2 separate regions of the Mus musculus genome follow, and region 2 is linked to region 1. The links are chromatin contacts, called in public Hi-C maps. All regions are on one chromosome and are shown on one strand. The core of a region is the stretch at or near the end of the contact, and the rest is flanking DNA. Distances in the headings are between cores, read along the strand shown.

Region 1 (5,584 bases), core at 598-3,097:
AAACATGCAATACATCTAAAGAGAAAGAAGACCATGCCAAGATTACATAAAAGGAAGAGATATTTTAAAACGCTGCTGGATTACACAGATCTTTTTCTAAGGCAAACTGATTTTAAACCTAAATTCAAAATTATTCAAAAGTCTTTTTTAAAAAATTGCAGTCCAAAAAGAGACGTAATTCCCAGATTGTTCATTGTGTGGCCTCTACTCAATAAACATGACTTTTAGACCACTAAAAGCATAATCAAGGAAATGTGCGGAGCGTGTTTAACTTGTTGAAATAGGCTATGAATGAATTCAAATGCCAAAAACCCAAAAGTTTCCATTTACACAGTCAATGGAGGAGAAAGAAGGGACTGTGTAGCAGAAGGAAATGTTTAGCCATGAAGTCCTCCAGTGCAAAGGGTTAGAGGGTAAGAGAGCACAGAATCCAACAGCTCGTCAGCAAACGCCCTGCATTTTATCCAACTGACATTTTCTGACAACTTTTCCAGCATAACAAAACAAGTTCCGACCTTAGACTTTGTGAGAAACTGTCAATAATATTTAAACGACTTTGTGGTAATTTAGAAGGTTTCATTTATTACCAACAAAATTCTTGTGGCCTCTCCTGTATGCAAATGAGAAGCTACACTACTGTAGAACAAGCATGTATTGCTGATTTCCTTTAAAACTTATACGGTGTTCAATAAATCACCAAACTTTCCCAACTTTAACTCGTCAATAAAATAGTAATATCAGCACTACCCAAAGAATATTATAAGTACTACCAGAATTATTATGTATAAAATGATTTACACATTTTAGGTATCTGTCACTTTTTTGCCCTATTCATTTGCTTTAAAATAAAAGCAGTTCTTATAAATCATCTTACAGATAACACCTTAAAAATTGTATGCAATCTAAACCTAGAACACGGATGAACACATACCTGTTACCCCCAAGGGAATCCTGCAAGAGTCTTGTCAGCTTAGAGTCTCTGTAAGGGACATGGGTGGCTCTCTTGCTCTTGTCCCCCAAGGCGCTGATTACATTCCCAAGAGCCAACTGACAGAGAAAAGGAGAGAGGGGAAAATCATATGCTTATTAACTAGAGCGCTTTTAACTAATAAGGACAGCCTGTAGGAAACAAGATAAAAATTAAGAACCCCGTGTTTGGATTTAATTCACATTTGTATTTCCAAATACAAGTAAGCTCAGTAACACATGTGTTACTCATAGCCCTTAGAGTCCAGAGATTTTCCCTTAAAACAGAAATGTTTAAAGACTGACTAAGTCTGACCATGCCTGGAGCTCAGGTTACATCTTCAGGGAACTACTCATTCGTATTATGAGTTTTTCTCAATTTAAATCAAACGTTTAGCAAGTCCCCAGCTCCTTGAAAGTTTCCTGCTATAATACAAATGGTCTATGTGGCTAATACTTCTCATAGCCACAAGGAAAATATTAGTGTCATTTCCCTGAGCAAGGATTCACTACACAAGTAATACTTTAGAAATATATATATATATATATATATATATATATATATATATATATATATGACATGATATGTGTTCAATATCCAACGTTATAAAAGGTAAATCATTAATATCTCTATAGCTATACTTTCCTGCCGTGAACGGGCTGGACTCCACGAGGAACGCATTCCCCACACTAATCATATCAGCTTTCAGTCACGAGACAACCAGAAACACGGACTGTCAGGGCCAAGTCACCATCCAGCAAGTGGCATGAGTCATACTGTATCTCGGCCTCTTTTTCCAGAATCTACGGAATTCAGTACTGGCCACACCAAAGTTCAACAGCCTCGACGGGAAATTGAGCAATGGATTTTGTCCCTTTCGGGACACGTGTCCTAATCCATCCGAGACAACATTCAAAGTGTAGGGCTCAGGCCTGACTACGAGGGAGCCTGTCCATGAGGGCCTTGATATTGGGAGATTAGGGTCTCTCTAATAAGCTTCACTGGACAGTTCCTAACAGAAATGTAATCATACTGGGATCAATGGGCACTGGTTAAAAACAAACAAACAAAACCCCTAAAGTTTGGAGGTCCCACTGCAGGACAAGAAGGGTCCAAGTAGAAGCATATGACCAGGTGTCACCATTACAGGAATTTAGCAGTGCTGTTCCTTACACGGGAACAGATGTCTAATACTATAATGAGGAGAGCAAGAAGGAAAGGCATGCAAAAGAGTGTTCTAAAATATTTTCTTGCACATAATGAAACCTTCTGCTAACTCAACCACAAGGCGTTTGCCTATCAAAATACCACTAGGTGGCAGAGCATTAAAGTTAATTCCTAATACAAACTATTTTGTAAAAAAAAAAAAAAAATGGATAAATCTCTGGACTCTGGACAAAATTCCAACAAAATAGATCAGACTCTGAGATACAAAGACATAATAAAAATAAACTGTTAAAAAGCTTTCCAATGATCCACACAGTCAATAAAACCAGTGTCACAAAATGTCAACCAAGGTGACCTTTGTGTCTTGTCCAAGGAAATACTTAACTTTAAGGGCTTGCTTTGAATGTATGTTTTCAAGTGTGGAAAGAAGTTTAAAAACATTGTTCCCATCTGTCAGCTTTTGCACATACTAGAAAGGTTGAGCGAGCCAAACTAAGACATAAGAAAGCCCGCGACGTGGGGGTGGGATAACAGACAGTGTGGTCAGAAGGTCAATGTATTACTGTTGCTTTAGCCTTCAAGACAGTGAGGATTTCCATGAGATATATTGTGAATACAGTAGAGAAAAGGAAGCTGGCCCTGATAATGTATGTCTATAACTCCAGGATGGCAAAGTCTGAGGCAGGAGAATCATTGTGAGGCGAGCCTGCACTACTTAATGATCACCAAACCAACCAAGCTAAACAGAGAGGGACAGCAGAGAGGGCACGTGTCTCTTGTGGTCTTACAAGCCCGCAGTTGATGGAAATGCCCTCTTTTGCTCTCTCGCCTGTAGCTCCGGTTCTCTTCAGTCTTTCCGATCCCGCCAGATCAACAAAGTGAAACTTCGCCGTCAGCGTCTCAAACTCATTCATTGGCGACGATTCGGAGATCAGCTTATTATCAGTTGCGTTCTCCTGGGATGGCGGAAGATAATCGAAGATTCCTCATTAATGTGACATCAAACACCCTGTAACCTTGTCCACATCTGCCCCCTTGCACAGCTGGAGAAACAGTGGCATAGCCATGCAAGCATAAATGAAAACATCAGAGAAAAAGTTTGGACAGCAATCTCCAGCTGTACTGAACTAAGGCTCTGCTGATGAAGGAAAATAGACAAAACAGCCCTAACCACAAAGAGCCTAGAGGATGACCCCTCCACTTGGTCATAACAAACAGATATTCAGTATTTTTGTTTGTTTTCCAAAGTCTTACACAATTGGTCAGCTTCCTTTAAATAAATAACAACAACAACAACAAAAGGAAACTAAGAGGAAGAAAAAAAATCAAATAAAATCAAATAAAACTGGATCAAACGCCTCTCCAGAGGTGCATAGGATGTACTGATCTAAAGGCAAAATGTTTAAGAAACAAGAAAAATGAACTCACAGCATCTGTTTGGGGACACACTCTGGTTTGACACACGTGAATGGTAAAGATGGCGTGTGAACGAGAGCTCTGTACGTTCATCTGGGTGCTGGCCGTGGTGCGCGAGAGAGCGCCCAGCTTCAGACACTGCATCATCTGCAACGGGGAAGAGAAGCTTCACTTGACACACAGGCACCAGCCAACCTTCTGGCTGAGCTGCCGGCTAAAACCCACTGTGCTGACGGACATAAAGGAAGATCTCTCATCCTATCTTTTTGTTATAGGCCCATCTCAGCTGAACTTCTCAGTACAATGGTGCACTCTCCTTTTTTTTTTTTTTTTTTTTGACTAGGAGAAAACACTAAGTCCCATTGTCCGTCCTATGCTGACATTTACAGCTTCCACTCCAAACTGTTACAGTAGAAGGCTTTGGGACGACGGACTCCACAGTAATCCGAATCAGTTAGGCGTCCCTGTTTGAGTTTTTTCTTCTCATTTTTTTTAAGATTATTATTTTTTTCTTAAATGCGTCCCTATAAAAGCCAAGACACAATCCTAAACCTCACGAGCAAAGAACGAATGGATTACAACCTCGTACTTCAGCACAGTTTAGCCCTCTGTAGCTCTGGCATGTGAGCTGTACACACACTGCACCCAACTTCAGACATCATCTGCCAAGGATGACGGCCTCTCTCGGTGTTGTTATGGTAAAGAATTAGCAAGACACAAACGTTATGCTAAGGAGTTAGCAACAGTATTCCATTAAATTCATTTTGGCATCAATTCATATGTCAGTGTGTGTGCACACGCGTCAGACATAGTACATGCATAGGATCAGACAGCAACATTTGGAAGTTTGGGGATTGGTTTTCCTTCCATCATGTGGGCACCAGGTTCCTGACACATCTTGCTAGGACTCTCATACTTTTATCATGATGTTCTTTTAGGGGGGGAAAAAGCACAAAGAAGGCACCTGACACATCTTGCTAGGACTCTCATACTTTTATAATGATGTTCTTTTAGGGGGGGAAAAAGCACAAAGAAGGCAGACAAGATTTTTAACTCCGTTGTACTGAACGAAAGCCATTTTACGTATTTATCTTGAGTTCTATCAGTAATGACAATTTTGAAAGCCCCTACGCTCTGTTTTAACAACACAGTCACCTCCGGTTCTGTATTCACAGTGCGTGTTGTGACGCCCACAGTATAAATTCCTCCAGTTGAATCTTCATGAATTCTTATATTTGATTTTTTATTTTTTGCATCAATATCCCGAGTGGTATCAAACAAGTCAAGGACCTCTTCATTATAGAGCTGTGGAAAAGACACATTAAATGGTTAATTCTGTCGAAGTGGTTCTGTGAGCCTCTGACATGCTTCAGGGTATCTTCAATACACTCGACAGCCCTCAAAATGACAGCTATTTCTTCATATAGCTATGAATTAGTATATGATCACACATTTATGAGTACTGAAGGGAATGTCAGATTTAGCTATAAAAATAAAGAGGAAATGACGTAATCGTAACAAACAACCCAGGCACAAAAGCTAAGATGACCTATGACCACTCCGCAAGACAGAAGCAAAGACAAATAGGCAAGCTTGAGCCAGTACGGCTCAGATGCAGGCAAAGCCAAAGGTTAGGGCAGAGATACTTTCTATTTGGGGGAGAAGGTTGGGGTTGGGGTATTGGGTGTGAGGTCTCATTAGAAGTAGCCCTGGCTGCCTGGGACTTTCTGTAGATCAGGCTGTCCTAGGAGGGTGGGGTGTGTCACTGAGTATCCCGAGCAGGCTGCCCTTGAACTCACAGAGGCCCTACCTCAGCATTTCAGATGCTGAGATTAAAGAAAAAGCTCGGAGATGTTAAGAATTTTCAACGTTTTACAATTTCACCCTAAAACTGTATTTCTTTTTCCTTTTATACTTATCCTGTTCGGTGCGTTTAAAGACTTTACTAATTCTTTTCTCATTCATTAATGTAAAAAAAAAGATAAGTTCTATTGCGACACTTCACATATGTATACAATGTAGTTCAGGCAAATA
Region 2 (5,119 bases), core at 174-2,673, 290 kb after region 1:
TCCAATTCCCAGCTTCCCTAGGCACCGCCTCACTGATTTCCACAGAGGCTGTACAAATTTGCACTCCCAGCAGAAGTGGAGTACACGTTCCCTTCTCACTGCATCCTAGCCAGCATGAGTTGTCTTTTGTTTTATTGATCTTGGCCATTCTGACTGGGGTACAGTGAAGTCTCAAAGTAGTTTGACTTTGCATTTCCCTTATGTCTAAGCACGTTGAGCGTTTCTTTAAGTAATGCTCAACCATATCGGTTTCATGTTTTGAGAATACTCTGCTGAGATTTGTGCCCTATTTGTAACTAAATCATTTGTTTCCTCGATGTTCGGTGTTTTTAGTTCTTCATATATTTTATACACTAACCATCTATCGGATGTGTAATTAATAAAGGTCTTTTCCCATTCTGTAGGCTGTCACTTTGCCTTTTTAGTTTTATGACACCTTATTTATTGTTTTTCTTAGTGTCTGTGCTTTAGGTGTCCTGTTTAGAAAGGTCAGTCTGTCTGTCTGTCTGTCTGCCTGCCTGCCTGTCTGTCTGTCTGTCTGTCTGTCTATCTATCTATCTATCTATCTATCTATCTATCTATCTACCTACCTACCTACCTACCTACCTACCTACCTACCTACCTACCTAATCTCTGCCAGTGGTTTGTTTCAAGCCTATCCATTGCTTTGTCTCCTGTCAGATTCGTGTCTTACATTGTGGTTCTTGATCCATTTAGATTTGAGTTTTGTGAGGAGATAAATATGAATCCGAAGCAGACAATTTTGGTTTCTTAGGAGAGTCATTTATGTTGGATGGTGTTTTGCTGGGGCAAACTCAGGAAGGATTGTTTTCCTGAAGTAGACACCGATGAAAGTATGTTTTGCTAAAGCAAGCACTGGAAAGGACAGGTGATAAAGGATTCCTCACTAAAGGCATGCATGATTGGTTTGCCTTACATTGTGTTGTTAAGCTCCGTTTGTCATAACTCCATAATGAGAAACACACACACACACACACACACACACACACACACACACACACACACACAAACCAAAACAAACAAACAACAACAAAAACAAACAAAAAACCTTCTTGTGAGCTTCCTGCAGTATTTTGCTGCTTCTGTGGACTGGGGCCGATTCACAGAGTGATGTCAGCTGACACAGATTCACGTGGAGTTTTGCTAAGACAGACTTAGGTGCTGAGGCTAGACACATGGTGAGGCAAGACCCATGGAGGTTGGTTACACAATGTTTGGAGGGAGTATAAATAGGACTCAACTGACAGTGACAGAGGCTTGGCTTGCTTGCCTAGCTAGCTTTGCGACACTTCTTGGTCTTGGGTCTTCACTGATCTTCACTTCATTGAGAGCAGCACAGCCAAGAACTTCTCCTGGCATAACTTCTCCTGCTAACGCATGCCACTTGGCTGAGGCCTGGCTGTTTCTGCTAAGTTGTGCAACCGCTGCTGATGTGTGTTTGCTGTCCCGACACTACTGAACTGGACTGCTGGGATATCCGTGAAGTGTTTGCGAGTGGCTTGAGCTGCCACTGCTGACTCCTATGAACTGAACTGCTGCTCTCCTAACAAAATAGATGGGATTTGCTCCAACGAACAATTTCTAAACAGGTCTACACCCTCCATATCTTAATAACCTTTCTTTTCCACTACCCCTGGTGGGTGGTGGGCTAGAAGAAAAGTTATAGCATTTAAGAGCCATTTTTAAAAGTAGGGCACCAATGTTCCCACAAAACATTTGACTCCAAGTTTATCCTGTCTACAAGAAATAAGAGACAGGGGATGGAGCAGAGGCTGGGGGAATGGCCAACCAATAACCAGCCCAACTTGAGACCCACCCCATGGGCAAGCACCAATCTCTGACACTATTAATAATAATCTGTGATGCTTGTAGAAAGGAGCCTAGCATAACTGTCCTCTGGGAGGCTTCAAGCAGCAGCTGACTAAAATGGATGTAGACACCCACAGCCAAACATTGGGTGGAGCTTGGGGACTCTTATAGAAGAGCTAGAGAAGGATTTCGGGCCCAAAGGGGGATGGGAACTCCACAGGAAGACCATCAGTGCCAACTAACCCTGACCCTTGGGGGTTCTCGGCGACTGAACCAAGGAAATAGCATACACAAGCTGGAGCTAGCTCCCCCACCCTGATATATATATATATATATATAGCAGATGTGCAGCTTGTTCTTCATGTGGGTCCCCCAACATGGAGTGGGAGTTATCCCTAAAGCTGTTGCCTGTCTGTGGAATACATTCCCATAAGTGGGCTGCCTTGTCTAGCCTCAGTGGGGAGAGAATGTGCCTAGACCTGCAGAGACTTGATGTAACAGAGTAGCGGGGATACCAAGGGGGCACCTTTACCCTCTCAGTGGAGAAGGGAATAGGGGATGGGGAAGGGACTGTGTGAGGGGGTACTGGGGTGCAGAGACTGGGATATAAAGAGAATGAAGTATATTTTTTAAAAAAATCTTAACCTCTAGGCAGCACAGCTCTCCGTGGAGCTGAGCAGTCACTGAGCAGTGAATGAGGCTCGTGTGTTTACAGGGTTATGAGCAGAAAGCAACAGTTGACATCTCCTGGTGAAAATCTTCCACTCAATACCCTCCACCTTAACTTCTCGCCAGAGACAACACGTTTTGAGTTATTCTGCCGGTAAGGAAGTAATGAAGAAGGAAATGAAGCCAAGAGAGAAGGAAAAGACAGGAATAAAGGCTTCAGGCAGACAGGCTCCTGGAGGGGTGGGGGTGGGGCTGGGGGCAGGGGTGGGCGATGCTCACAATCAACGGACATTTCCTGAAAACCTCTATTTGCTATTTTTCTCACCACAGTGCTTTGCTCAAAGTCTGTGTATTTTAAGGGGAACGGTGTGTTGGTCAGCACAGCTTTTACTGCCAGGGTGAACAGAGAGAGAGCCTGTCACTGTCTGTCATCCCTGAGCGGATGTCGGGAAGGCGCGCCGAGGCACCGATCTGGTAGAGACATAGATTCAGAAGCGCATAGACAGCTAATGACTGAGGCTGTGATATCACTCTGGACCTTCACAGCCCAGACACGAGACATTTCAACCGCAGAGCCAAGATGTGTGTTCTGAACACCGCGGGGCTGCGTGTCACCTCCGCTCTGCAAGAAAGTCCTAGCCACTGCTAGTACCACTGGGCGCTCCTGAAAAGATCAGGCAGGCAGACACACGAGCACGGTAGAAGCTGTGCTGTGCCAGGGCTCGAGCCCGTATCATCCTGGCGCAAAGTCAGAAAAGATGATCCAATGAATGGAGGGCGCGTGGAGGATAGAGCACGGGCCCATCAGGCATAGGACGTAAAGCTGACGGTGAGCCCTGTACCGTAATATTCACACCGGAAAATGTCATATGCCCGCTATTTTGTAGGAGACAAAAAAAATAAAGACTAAGTAAAAGGGACAACTTTTCTGGCTGCGTGGGGATGAATATCCACTTGCAGAATGACCAGACTGAAGCCTGACACAGCCCAGATAAACCAGTGAGCTTTCCTGGCTTGCCAAAGCCCCATACTCCTTCAACACTGCGTTAACAAATTAATCACTGTCTGAAGACATGGAAAGCATGGGACAGTTGTCTCCCCCATCAGATTTGACAGTTTTAAATCAAGAAGCCAGGAGAGGAATTAAGCAAATACAGGGCTCTGGCTGCCCTTACCCCTGAGAACACACCCCTGCCCTCCTACCCAGGACGAGCCTCCCGGACCATTCTATTCACAACAAATGTACTTGGTTTAATGGTGTATTGTACAGAAGGGGGCAGAAGAGAAACACAGCACATATTTAAAACGCATAACCTCACATTTTTTTTTTTACATATTGAAAACCTTAGAGCTTTTTCTCTCTTCTCCAAAGAGGAAACATTCTTGAATCTGACTTTGGGAAAGGAACAGAGTGTATTCATTAATGAGGTGATTTCCTCGTTTTATTTCTGGTGCATAGGACTTCATGTAGCTGTCATAGGCAAGTTATTCACCGCTGTAATCTAGTCATCTCTGACTTGCTATAGAGCCTGTGTGATACCTCTCTGTTCTGCTGGTAACCGACCACTGTAGACCATGAAGAAAGCATGCCCCAGTGTAGGGAAATGTCAGGATAGGGAGGCAGGAGTGGGTGGGTTGGTGAGCAGATGGAGGGGGGATGTAATAAGGAGGTTCAGAGGGGAAATAAGGAAGGGGGATAAAATTTGCAAAGCAAATAAAGAAAACATCTAATAAAAACAAAACAAAACAAAAAACCTAAAACTAAAAAATAGAATCCTTTATGTTAACAGCAGTTGTACAGCCTTTAAACTCTAATTACAGGTCTACAGATGACCACAGTATGAGCCCCTCACTTGTGACAGGCACACCATGCTAAAGAAAGCACAAAAAGTTCCCTAGTGCCTTATCTGCCCACATTGTATTTGGTTTTGTACTTTTTTTTTTCTGCCTAGGATTGTTACATAAAAGCAATTTGGGGGAAAATGACAGTCTTTCTTTAGTTTTGTTTTGTTTTGTTTTTTTTCTAGCACAAAAGAGACCTTTAAAATTCCTAAGCAATTGTATCAATGATGTGGGTAAATTCAAAGCATTAGAGACAGAGCTAAAAGTTTTTTATTTTTATTTTTAAATTTAGACTTATATATAAATTGCGGCACCAAGAATTTGTACCAGTCATTCATACACTCTAAGTATGAAAAAAAAAATGCACAGAATCTAAGCAGACAAATGGGAAAGGTTTCTCAGGCCAAGGAAGAGTCAGTGATAGTTGGCTCAGTCATTCTGATCCCAGTCAGTGAGGCAGAGTGATGTCACATCATGCCATAAAAGAAGCCAGTGGGAGAGACTGAAAACTCCACTCCTCAAGGCTGGCGTAACAAACGATGTGCACGCAAAAACGCCTATGCGGGACAAGCGAGCTGGGAGGGTTTTAACTTTCTGGGAAAAAGACATCATTGAGTCTCTGACCTTTAAAAGGTCTGCTCTGGACCTCTCGCCGTGTGTCCCTGGTTTAATTCTTAGTTCCTGGACAGAAGAACCTGAAGACTCTCATTAGAGGCCCTCGGAATGAAAGTATACCGTAAAAACAAAATTCTAGGCCTTTAGGCCCAGGCTTGGGAAA

Evidence for each region. A called contact is a pair of places that touch in the nucleus more often than the background predicts.
Region 2: a Hi-C map of liver shows a contact between it and region 1, with 3 times the contacts expected there. The contact joins two enhancer-like sites. A contact is called at or near these places in 38 of 484 Hi-C or Micro-C datasets (3T3-L1-derived adipocytes, the AML12 cell line, the C2C12 cell line and 23 more) and 4 of 115 datasets of contacts at active chromatin or transcription factors (the NIH/3T3 cell line, embryonic basal ganglia, fibro-adipogenic progenitors and 1 more).

What each region holds. Positions count from the first base shown.
Region 1 is chr15:90,990,779-90,996,362 of GRCm38.p6, forward strand. Kif21a (kinesin family member 21A) reads right to left here. Exons shown (of 37, transcript NM_001109040.2): 4 at 4,706-4,855; 5 at 3,563-3,697; 6 at 2,923-3,090; 7 at 932-1,047. Among named protein-coding and RNA genes, the nearest start is that of Gm52216, 35 kb to the right of the region's middle. Within about 2 kb of position 1,848, at least 60 of the 459 cell types and tissues checked have an H3K27ac peak or open chromatin away from gene starts, as enhancers often do. A contact at or near this core is called in beige adipocytes and liver, where this site is marked.
Region 2 is chr15:91,281,693-91,286,811 of GRCm38.p6, forward strand. The region is part of intron 7 of Slc2a13 (solute carrier family 2 (facilitated glucose transporter), member 13); the gene reads right to left. Among named protein-coding and RNA genes, the nearest start is that of CN725425, 85 kb to the left of the region's middle. Within about 2 kb of position 1,424, at least 22 of the 459 cell types and tissues checked have an H3K27ac peak or open chromatin away from gene starts, as enhancers often do. A contact at or near this core is called in beige adipocytes and liver, where this site is marked.